2 separate regions of the Mus musculus genome follow, and region 1 is linked to region 2. The links are chromatin contacts, called in public Hi-C maps. All regions are on one chromosome and are shown on one strand. The core of a region is the stretch at or near the end of the contact, and the rest is flanking DNA. Distances in the headings are between cores, read along the strand shown.

Evidence for each region. Hi-C and Micro-C count contacts between places; a contact is called where the count stands out from the background.
Region 1: a Hi-C map of cortical neurons shows a contact between it and region 2, with 2.8 times the contacts expected there. The contact joins two enhancer-like sites. A contact is called at or near these places in 1 of 484 Hi-C or Micro-C datasets (cortical neurons), 1 of 115 datasets of contacts at active chromatin or transcription factors (astrocytes) and 1 of 9 other capture datasets (embryonic stem cells).

What each region holds. Positions count from the first base shown.
Region 1 is chr15:86,962,313-86,966,528 of GRCm38.p6, forward strand. No RefSeq gene overlaps it. Among named protein-coding and RNA genes, the nearest start is that of Gm35284, 63 kb to the left of the region's middle. Within about 2 kb of position 1,404, at least 3 of the 459 cell types and tissues checked have an H3K27ac peak or open chromatin away from gene starts, as enhancers often do. A contact at or near this core is called in cortical neurons, where this site is marked.
Region 2 is chr15:86,592,125-86,596,536 of GRCm38.p6, forward strand. No RefSeq gene overlaps it. Among named protein-coding and RNA genes, the nearest start is that of Gm34965, 11 kb to the right of the region's middle. Within about 2 kb of position 1,462, at least 10 of the 459 cell types and tissues checked have an H3K27ac peak or open chromatin away from gene starts, as enhancers often do. A contact at or near this core is called in cortical neurons, where this site is marked.

The DNA of each region.
Region 1 (4,216 bases), core at 154-2,653, 370 kb after region 2:
AAAAGTCTTGACTACTTCTGTCCCAGAGCCCTCCTGGGTCTGTGTTCAACAGCTACCCACAAGGCATGGCTTCCATATGCCAATCAAGCCACCTTCCACCAATCAGAACCAGAACCACCCCCTTCCTTGAACATTCACTTCCATCAGCACTCGGCTCGCGTGGGTGTGGCCAGAGGAAGCAGCCCTGGCTATGGAGGCAGATGGAAAACATCCTCTTCCTTTATGAGGAACGTGACGTGGGCTGAGTATGCCCCAGAAGAGACCTTCAAAACCTGCTTCCCAGATCTAGAAAGTTGGCCTTGCTTGGACACAGGGTCTGTGAAAATGTATTTAAACTAAGAACAGTAAGACAGATTAGGTTAGGCTCCGGGTATGATGACAAATCCTTACAGGAAAAGATGACAAGCTGTGCTGGAGACTGAGGTTGGAGCTATAAGCCAATGGCTTCTAGAGCCACCAGGGATGGGAGGATATGAGAGGGATTGTCCTCTAAGGCCTGGCCCTGGTCACCTCTCTGTGATAATTTGAATGCAATGTGTCCCATAAATGTCAGGAAGTTAAATACTTGGGTCCTAGTTGGTGGATGTTTGGGGATGGCTATGAGATACAGTGGCCATGCAGGGGGAGGTCTGTCACTGGAGGCAGGTTTTGAGATTTTAGCTACCTTTCTCTGTTTCATGCTTGTGGTTGAAGATGTGAACTCTTTATTGCTGCTCCTGCCACCTGTCACCTGCCACCTGTCACCTGCCACCTGTCATCTGCCACCTGCCATCTGTCACCTGCCATCTGTCACCTACTTGCTACCCGTAACCTGCCACCTGTCACTTGTCACCTGTCACTTGTCACCTGTCACTTGCCACCTGCCACCTGTCACTTGTCACCTTCTACTTGCCACCTGTCACTTGCCACTTGCCACCTGCCAACTCCCAACTGCTACCTGTCACCTGCCACCTGCCATCTTCTACCTCTGCTCTTCTACCGTGGATGCTAACCCTCTAGAACTCTAAGTTCCAATTAAACTCTTTCTTCTATAAGTTGCCTTGGTCACTTTGTTTTATCACAGAAATAGAAAATTAATGAATACAATCCTTGTTTTCATAATGGTAGAGAATCAATTCCTGCTGTCTCAAAAATACATAGTGTGAGCCAATCTGTTCTGGCAGCTACAGAGTGTGCAATTAGTCAGAGAGAAACAGTTAATCAGACACCCCATCACTGGCCACATGTGGACTAAGTGCATTTGTCCCAAGAAATACAAATCTTAGAATAAAAAGTCTCCCTTGAATGAGTGAATGTGCCCCCAAACACACCATGAGACACTTGATAGTAGCAACACAGCCTCTAGTTATGCTCAGGCTTCGAGCAGGCCCTTTCTTGATGCATTTGGTCTCCATAGCAACTCCAGGATATCTGTTTCTCTTTATGAGCAGCCCGAGTCGTGGGCATTTATGTAGAATCTGAAGCCAGGGGTAGCTTAGAGGAATGCAAGACTCTGGGGGCAGGGAGGCACCTTGCAAATTTGTAGTGTTTGATCTAAGCCTATGGAGCAGGTGGGAAGTAGATGTTCATAGCAGAGGGATGAGCATCAAGGCCAGGGAGCATAAAGAAGAGTGTGGGTGAATCACATTGGTGAGAGGAGACCACAGGCCTGGGCAGGAACTGGGACTCTGGTCACATGCTGTAGAGAAATAGAACCTCTTTCCTTTGGGTATTGGGAGGGGAGACACAATAGAAGAGGGTACCAGCTAGGCAAGAGAGGAGTGCCCTGGTGTCTGGGTGCAGAGTGGCCTGCAGGGGAGGCAGGAGGAGGGAGGCAGAGAGGACCATGTTCATCAGGAAAGAAGGCCTGTGCTGCCACATGGTCGTGCTATGGGATGGCTTTACCAGGTCCAGCTGCCTGGGCACTTGGGTGACTCAACACTTTGCAGGACACCAGTTGCCAAGGTGTCTAATGCCACTGCTGTCCCCATGGTAGACCCGAATGGCTGGACAAGGAACTGGTTCTTTGTCTTCTCAAGCTAGTAGTCACTGTCAAGATGATCTTGGGGAATAACACAGTCAGTAGGGTTGGACAGATGGGGTGAGCATACAGGAGGAGTTACAGACGCCAGGGCAAGATTCCATGTGCAGTAGGGGTGTGGATTTGTACCCTGAGCTGTTCCGTTTTAGGTCACCAACTGGGACAACAGTGTATGTACTGTGTATATGTATGTGTGTGTATGTATGTGTATGTAGAATGTATATGTGTGTGTATTGTGTGTGTGTATGTGTGGATACAAATGTGTGTTTATATGTAGAATGTATATGTGTGTGTATTGTGTGTGTGCACACACATGTGTGTGCATGCCTATGTAAGCATGCTTGTGGTAGCCAAAGGTGCATGTCAGGTAATATACAGGTTAATTTTATATAAACCTGATACAAGTTAGATCATCTGGGAAGGAAGAACCTCAAGTGAGAAAATACACCTGCCAGGCTGGGCTGTGGTGCATTTTCTTGATTGAGAATTGATGTGGGAGAGCCCAGTTTCCTGTGGGTGGGGCCACCCCTGGGCTGGAGGCCCTGGGTTCTAGAAGAAAGCAAGCTGAGCAAGCCCATGATGAGCAACCCAGTAAGCAGCACCCATCCTTAGTCTCTATCAGTTCCTGCTTGACCTTCTCCAGTGACCTCTCTCAGTGGTGGAACACGATGCAGAGCCACAAGATGGAACCCTCTCTTCCCCAACTTGCCTCTGGTCATTGTGTTTGATCACAGGGATGGGTGCATTAACCAAGGCAAGGCTTTTCCTCCATCGCTCTCCATCTTTACTTAAAACAAAAACCTTTTATTGGATTTGTTCCTTGACAGTTTCATATATGTATATGTTTCATTCTGATACTGTAACCCCCCACCTCATCTCCCTCCCACCCCAAGACAAACCCTTCCCTGTAAAAGTCCCTTTGCCGCCTGGCGTGGTGGCGCACACCTTTAATCCCAGCACTCGGGAGGCAGAGGCGGGCGGATTTTTGAGTTCGAGGCCAGCCTGGTCTACAAAGTGAGTTCCAGGACAGCCAGGACTGTACAGAGAAACCCTGTCTCGAAAAAAACAAAAAACAAAAAACATAAAACAAAAACAAAAACAAAAGTCCCTTTGCCACGTTCATGCCTTTTTTTTTTTCTTCAAGGCCTGTTGTATTTAACTAGGGCCATCTATGCAACCATGAGTTTGGGACTTTCCCTCAAAACCTGATTCGACCTTTAGTGAATTCACAACTGAAGACAGTGACTTCCCTTCCCCCAGGATACATCCGTTGCAAGTGGTTCAGGTGGGAGTGATGGTTTGAGGGCTCAGCCCCAAGCAGGATATTAAGACCACTTCCTCTAAGAGAACATTATAGAAGAGACAGCAGGGAGAATTGAGTGGAAAAGCCTGAAGATAGAAAGGAATACTGTCTGGGGCTCGATGTAGTCCATGCAGCCGTGATCCCAGTAGACCTACACAAGATTGAATTCGTCAATTGTCATTCATTCATTTACTTTTTTTGTGACAAGGTCTCTCACGGAACCTGGAGCTTACCGATTAGGAGAGACTGACTAGTCGGGGCGCCCACGGGGTCCTCCTGCTTCTATCTCCCCAACGCTAGGATTACAGACTCACAACACCGTGCCAGACTTTTTGCAGGGGTGCTGGGGACTGAACTCATGTGCTCATGCTTGACTGGGTAGCCCTGGGCCCACTGAGCTGTGCTCCACGTCTCTGACTTGGATCCACTCTTGTGCTGTCCCAAAGCTTTTCCAGGAAATGACACTAGGGTAAGAACTGCAAAGCAGTACAGAAGAGAAAGCTTTGGCTCAGGGTCCGCTGTTAACATTATACAGATTTGCCCTTCTGAAAGCTCAGTGGGCCAGGAACAACCAGGCCAAAGTGGGGTAGGAGTGTGAAGGACTCTCCAGACAGCATCTCATCCCAATATTAAGTTTTACCACCCCAAGATGGCAATATCTGAGGCTCAGTCACAAGTGGCCAATAATGTGTCAAAGCCCATAAAGACAGCAAACTGGAAAGTGGAGGAAGTGATATGTTTGAGCAAGAGAAAACACTGGTTTAAGAATACATGTGCACACTTCTCCCTAGATTTTAGGAATCATTGTGGAAGAGAGGGTGGAAATATTGTAAGGGCCAAAGTCAGTGGATGACTATACAAATACAGTTTCCTAGGCATAGCAGGACAGTTCA
Region 2 (4,412 bases), core at 212-2,711:
CAAGAGACCAGGAGGGACTGGTCGTGCAGTCTTGAGTCTGAAGGCCAGTGTGGGCTTAACTTCCTTTTCCTAGCATGGCCTCATTCTTTCTGGCCTTCAACAAGTTAGAAGAAGCCCATCTCAAATGGAGTGCCATTTCAGACCCCACTGATGTGACCAGGAATCTCATCTGTAACCCCTTCCCAGCAACACCCTGATCTGTATACATATGCCCAGGCATATGGGAATCTTGGCCTCATTATATAAAAATATGTGGCAGGAATCTTCCTGAGTGAGAAGCAGAGAGCCTGGCCAGGGGCTGGCATCAGTCACATGGGCGTACCAATGGGGGAATAGATGGGTCAGAGAGCTGGAGTCAGCTTGGCTTTCTCCTCTGGGTCTGGTCTAGGTGATGGAGAGAGGAGCCTAGTAGACCTGTAGATACCACGGACAGTGCCGCTGCCTCTGTACTGATGTATGTTCGCAGGAGATGGGACGGTGGATGGGGAGTGGACTGACTGTTAGAGACTGTTACCAGGTGGGTTGGAAGAGCTGGTGGAACCAGATGCGACACATTCTGGAGGAGGTAGGAGCTCTGAGAAGTCACTAGCTACTGGAAACTACCCATCTAATGGGCTGGGTAGCCACTGCTGCTGTGGAAGTGGGCTAGTTGCCAAGAGTGGGCCACTGTAGGCTGAGTCCTGCCTTCTTGATGGCCTCTGCTCCCCACTTCTGCTTTAGCCTGCCCTCCGTCCTGGTGTACCTTGAAGGAAGGACCACACCAGATGCAACACCTCCATATCAGACTTCCCAGCCTCCAGGGGACCCTGAGAAATGAGTTTCTTTATGAACCACTCAGTCTGTGACAGTCCAGCATAGCAGCCAAAGCTGTGGCCACCAAGGCACACTGCCACAATCGTGGGTCTGGGGAGGGAGGGAGGTGTGGGTGTGACTGTTTTAGATAGTCTACCCCATTCCCCTCTAGGGCACTGGATTGCTATAGAAGCCTAACAGGGAGTCCTTGTTGGCAGGAGGAAGGTGGATGAAAAGGAATTGGTGCACAGGAGTGGGGTTGGGTGTGGTGTGGTCAGGTAGTGGGGTGGGGGTGAGGTTGCTGTCTCTTTGCTGCAGTGTCTCTGAGGGTTGTTTCCATGGCAGAAAGTTTCCCTGGGTCCTCTCTGTGTTGGCTGCTGGTGCTCTTCTTGAGGTACCACCTTTCCACAGACTTTTCAGCCGGCTTCCCTCCCCCCCCCCGCACCCCCCCTCCAGAAAGTCGGTGCTGTTCTGAGGTAAGTAGGAACAGCAGAGAAGCCAGGCTGGTAGCATCTCCGACCTGCTGGGACCCGCCACCTGGGAGCAGCTCTCTTAAATCAATTTGGAAATCTCTTCCATGTAACACAAATGGACTTGTCAGGGGAATAGAAATCGCTGCCAAGTCCCTACCTCGAGTGGGATGAAAAATTAGATGAATCTGCAAAAAGCAGTCAGCAGGCGGCTTCCTCCCCTGCCACAGAGACTCAGGAGGACTGGCAGTAGGGATGTGGTATGGTGGAAACTTCAGAGCTGAACAGGGACTTCCTGTTCAGGGGCTGCCATGCTGTAGGGGCCGGGAGCTTTGGTCATGTGACCTGAGTTGCCTGAGCCTGTAGCCTAATGCTGGTGTAGTAGCTCCTAGCTGGGCTGTGGAACACTTCCAAGATCCTCCTGTATCGTTGTACTGAGAGGGGGGTGGATGAAGGGTAGGAGGCCAGGCTCCTTTTCCTGAGAGTCCTCAGCCTGGAGGGCAGGAGCATCTCCAGGCCCTGCCTGCAAGCAGACCTCTCTGCTCTTTGCGTAGCTCATAAAGTGATACAGAAAGGGCAGGCAGGCATGAAGGTCCCTGCTTTCCTTCATTCAGGACTGCTAAGCATTTGCCACGGTGATACATAGAGCCAGACAGTGCTGTCCAACACGAAGGATGCCCAGGGTTCCGTCCCCAGCACCTTAGCTATTAGGCTTGCTAGCACACTCTTGTAACCCCAGCTTCCCCTTGGGAGGTGGAAGCAGGAATCCAAGGACATCCTTGCCTCCATAGTGAATTTGAGACCAACCTGGACTATAGGAAATGTGTTAAGAGGAAGGAAAGGAGGAGGAAGAGGAGAGGGAGGGGAGGAGAGAGGAGGTTGTTATTCACCATCATTGGTAGATTTTGGCTATGATGATTATCTCTATTTCTACCCCCTGTCCACCCACCAATGGTTCTGGTTATGACTGTCCATAGAGAATCCTGCAGGCTGTGTGGAACTCCACACAGTTCCTAGGTTGTGTGCCCAAATTTCTGTTCTGAAGTCTATACCCACTTACTCTCTTAACCACAATGTGGGCTACATCAGTTTTATAGAACTCTTGCCTGCACTAAGACTCTCTTCTTGATATTTTTCAAGTGGCTATAAAGTGGGACACATTCCTCTTTTTGTAAAGTGCAGTACCTGATTGACATGTTGGCTAGGGGAGTGCACTTCCCAGAATCCCATGTATGTTTCTACCTCAAGAGCCACAGGGTCTCTTATGGAGGCTGTGTGGGCAGGAATCATGCTCTCTATCTCGATAGAGGAGTCATCTGTCCTCACAGACTGATCTGCCTTAGGAGTAACAGTTAGGACCAAGCCCCGGCTCTCCTCTTCTCCCCACCCCTCCCCCATTTCCTCATCTCAGTTGTGGAGAAGGCTCAGCTTCGGCAGTGTACCACCCAAGTCAGAGACCTTGTAAGTCAAGGGTGTGTCCACTCTTGCAGACTCTGCTCATGCTGTGGTCTACAGTATCTGCTTGCTATCTCCATCATAAAGCCTTCCTTCTCCTTCCTCCTGACCTGTGGACTGTAAGCTCCAGTTCTAGGCACAAAGATGACATTCCTGGGGGACTGCTTAGCTAGCGCTATGGCAGACCACAGAGAAATCTATAGCAGCCTCCATCACTTCCTACCATTATCTCCTTTGAACTAGCTCCTTCTCCCCACTAGCCCCTCCTTCATCACCTCCTTTCCCATCTCCTCCTCCCCATCACCACCTCCCCTATCATCTCATCCTCTATCACCTCCTCCCCCATCACCTCCTCCCCATCACCTCCTCCCCATCACCTCCTCCTTCACCTCTTCTTCCTCATCACCTCCTCCCATTAGCTCCTTCCCATCACCTCCTCCCCATTACCTCCTCCTCCATCACCTCCTTTTCCCCCTTCCTCATCACCTTCTTCATTGCTACCATCAATCACCTTACCATCGCTTCTATACGTCTCTGATCTTCTGTTGATTTAAAAATCTATTAAACAAGCCAAGGGATTTAACTCAGTTGGTTAGATTCTTGTTTAAGAGGTACAAGGCCCTGAATTTGATCACCAAGCACCCCCAGAGAAACCCCTAACTCTGACAGTTAAGCCACAGCAAGAAACCCCCAAATCCCAAACTACTGCTTACTTGTGATTGGATCGTACACGGACATGGGGCAAACAGTGGTAGAGACGGTTATCCTTCTGCCTATCTCTGTCCCTGTCCAGCCCTCACATTTTCTCAGAAGCACTTTCCAAGCATCCCCAAGCTTCTAGATGTTGGGAATTTTTGGTTTTTATGCTTCCGTGCATATGGGAACATCACAAAGGCAGTCTTGTTTTATTTACTCAATAATGTGCCTTGGAAATGGAGCCATCGCTGTCTCCTGGGTCTGCCTCAGCATTTCTCACAGGGCCTGAGACTCATTGTGATCATTCCCGCTGCTGACTCTACTGTCCCACAGTTGTACAGTTCTCCTGTCTTTTTATATCACAAACAGTTCTGTAAAGAGCACCCCATGCGTGCGTCATTTTGAACACAGGCTAAAATTCCATGGGTGAATCTTGGCCCTGTCACTGATGGAGGACTGGGTTTGATGGGTGTTATCCACAGAGATCACACTGTGCCCCTTAGTTTCTGCTGTCAAAGAAACACAACTTACAGTTGTGGGAAGAGGGAACCTTAATGTAGGAATTGCCAAATCAGATTGGCTTGTGACCATGCCTGTGGGAGATTATCTTAATTGATGATTGATGTGGAAGATCCCAGCCCACTGTGGGTGGTCTCATCCCCTGGGCAGGTGGTGCTGGGATGTATGAGAAATCTAAACATAAGCCTGTGCAAGCTAGCAAGAAGCATTCCATTGCTTTCTGCTTTGGTTCCTGCCTTGAGTTCCTGCTGTGACCCAGTGAACAACATCTGTGTGGTGTAATCCTGTGTTCTTATCATTTGTCCTCTCTGGGCATAGGCCTCTAATGCAGGAGTCAGAGCCTGGGAACATTCCCCCACAGTCTTTCCTTAGCAGGGGTCTATTAGTTCACTTCTGGGTTGAAGTCTGCCCTGTGAGGTCTGGAGCCAGATAGTAGGTGAAGCTGACTGTGTGTGGCAGTGAAGTTTGGTGTCACTGAAG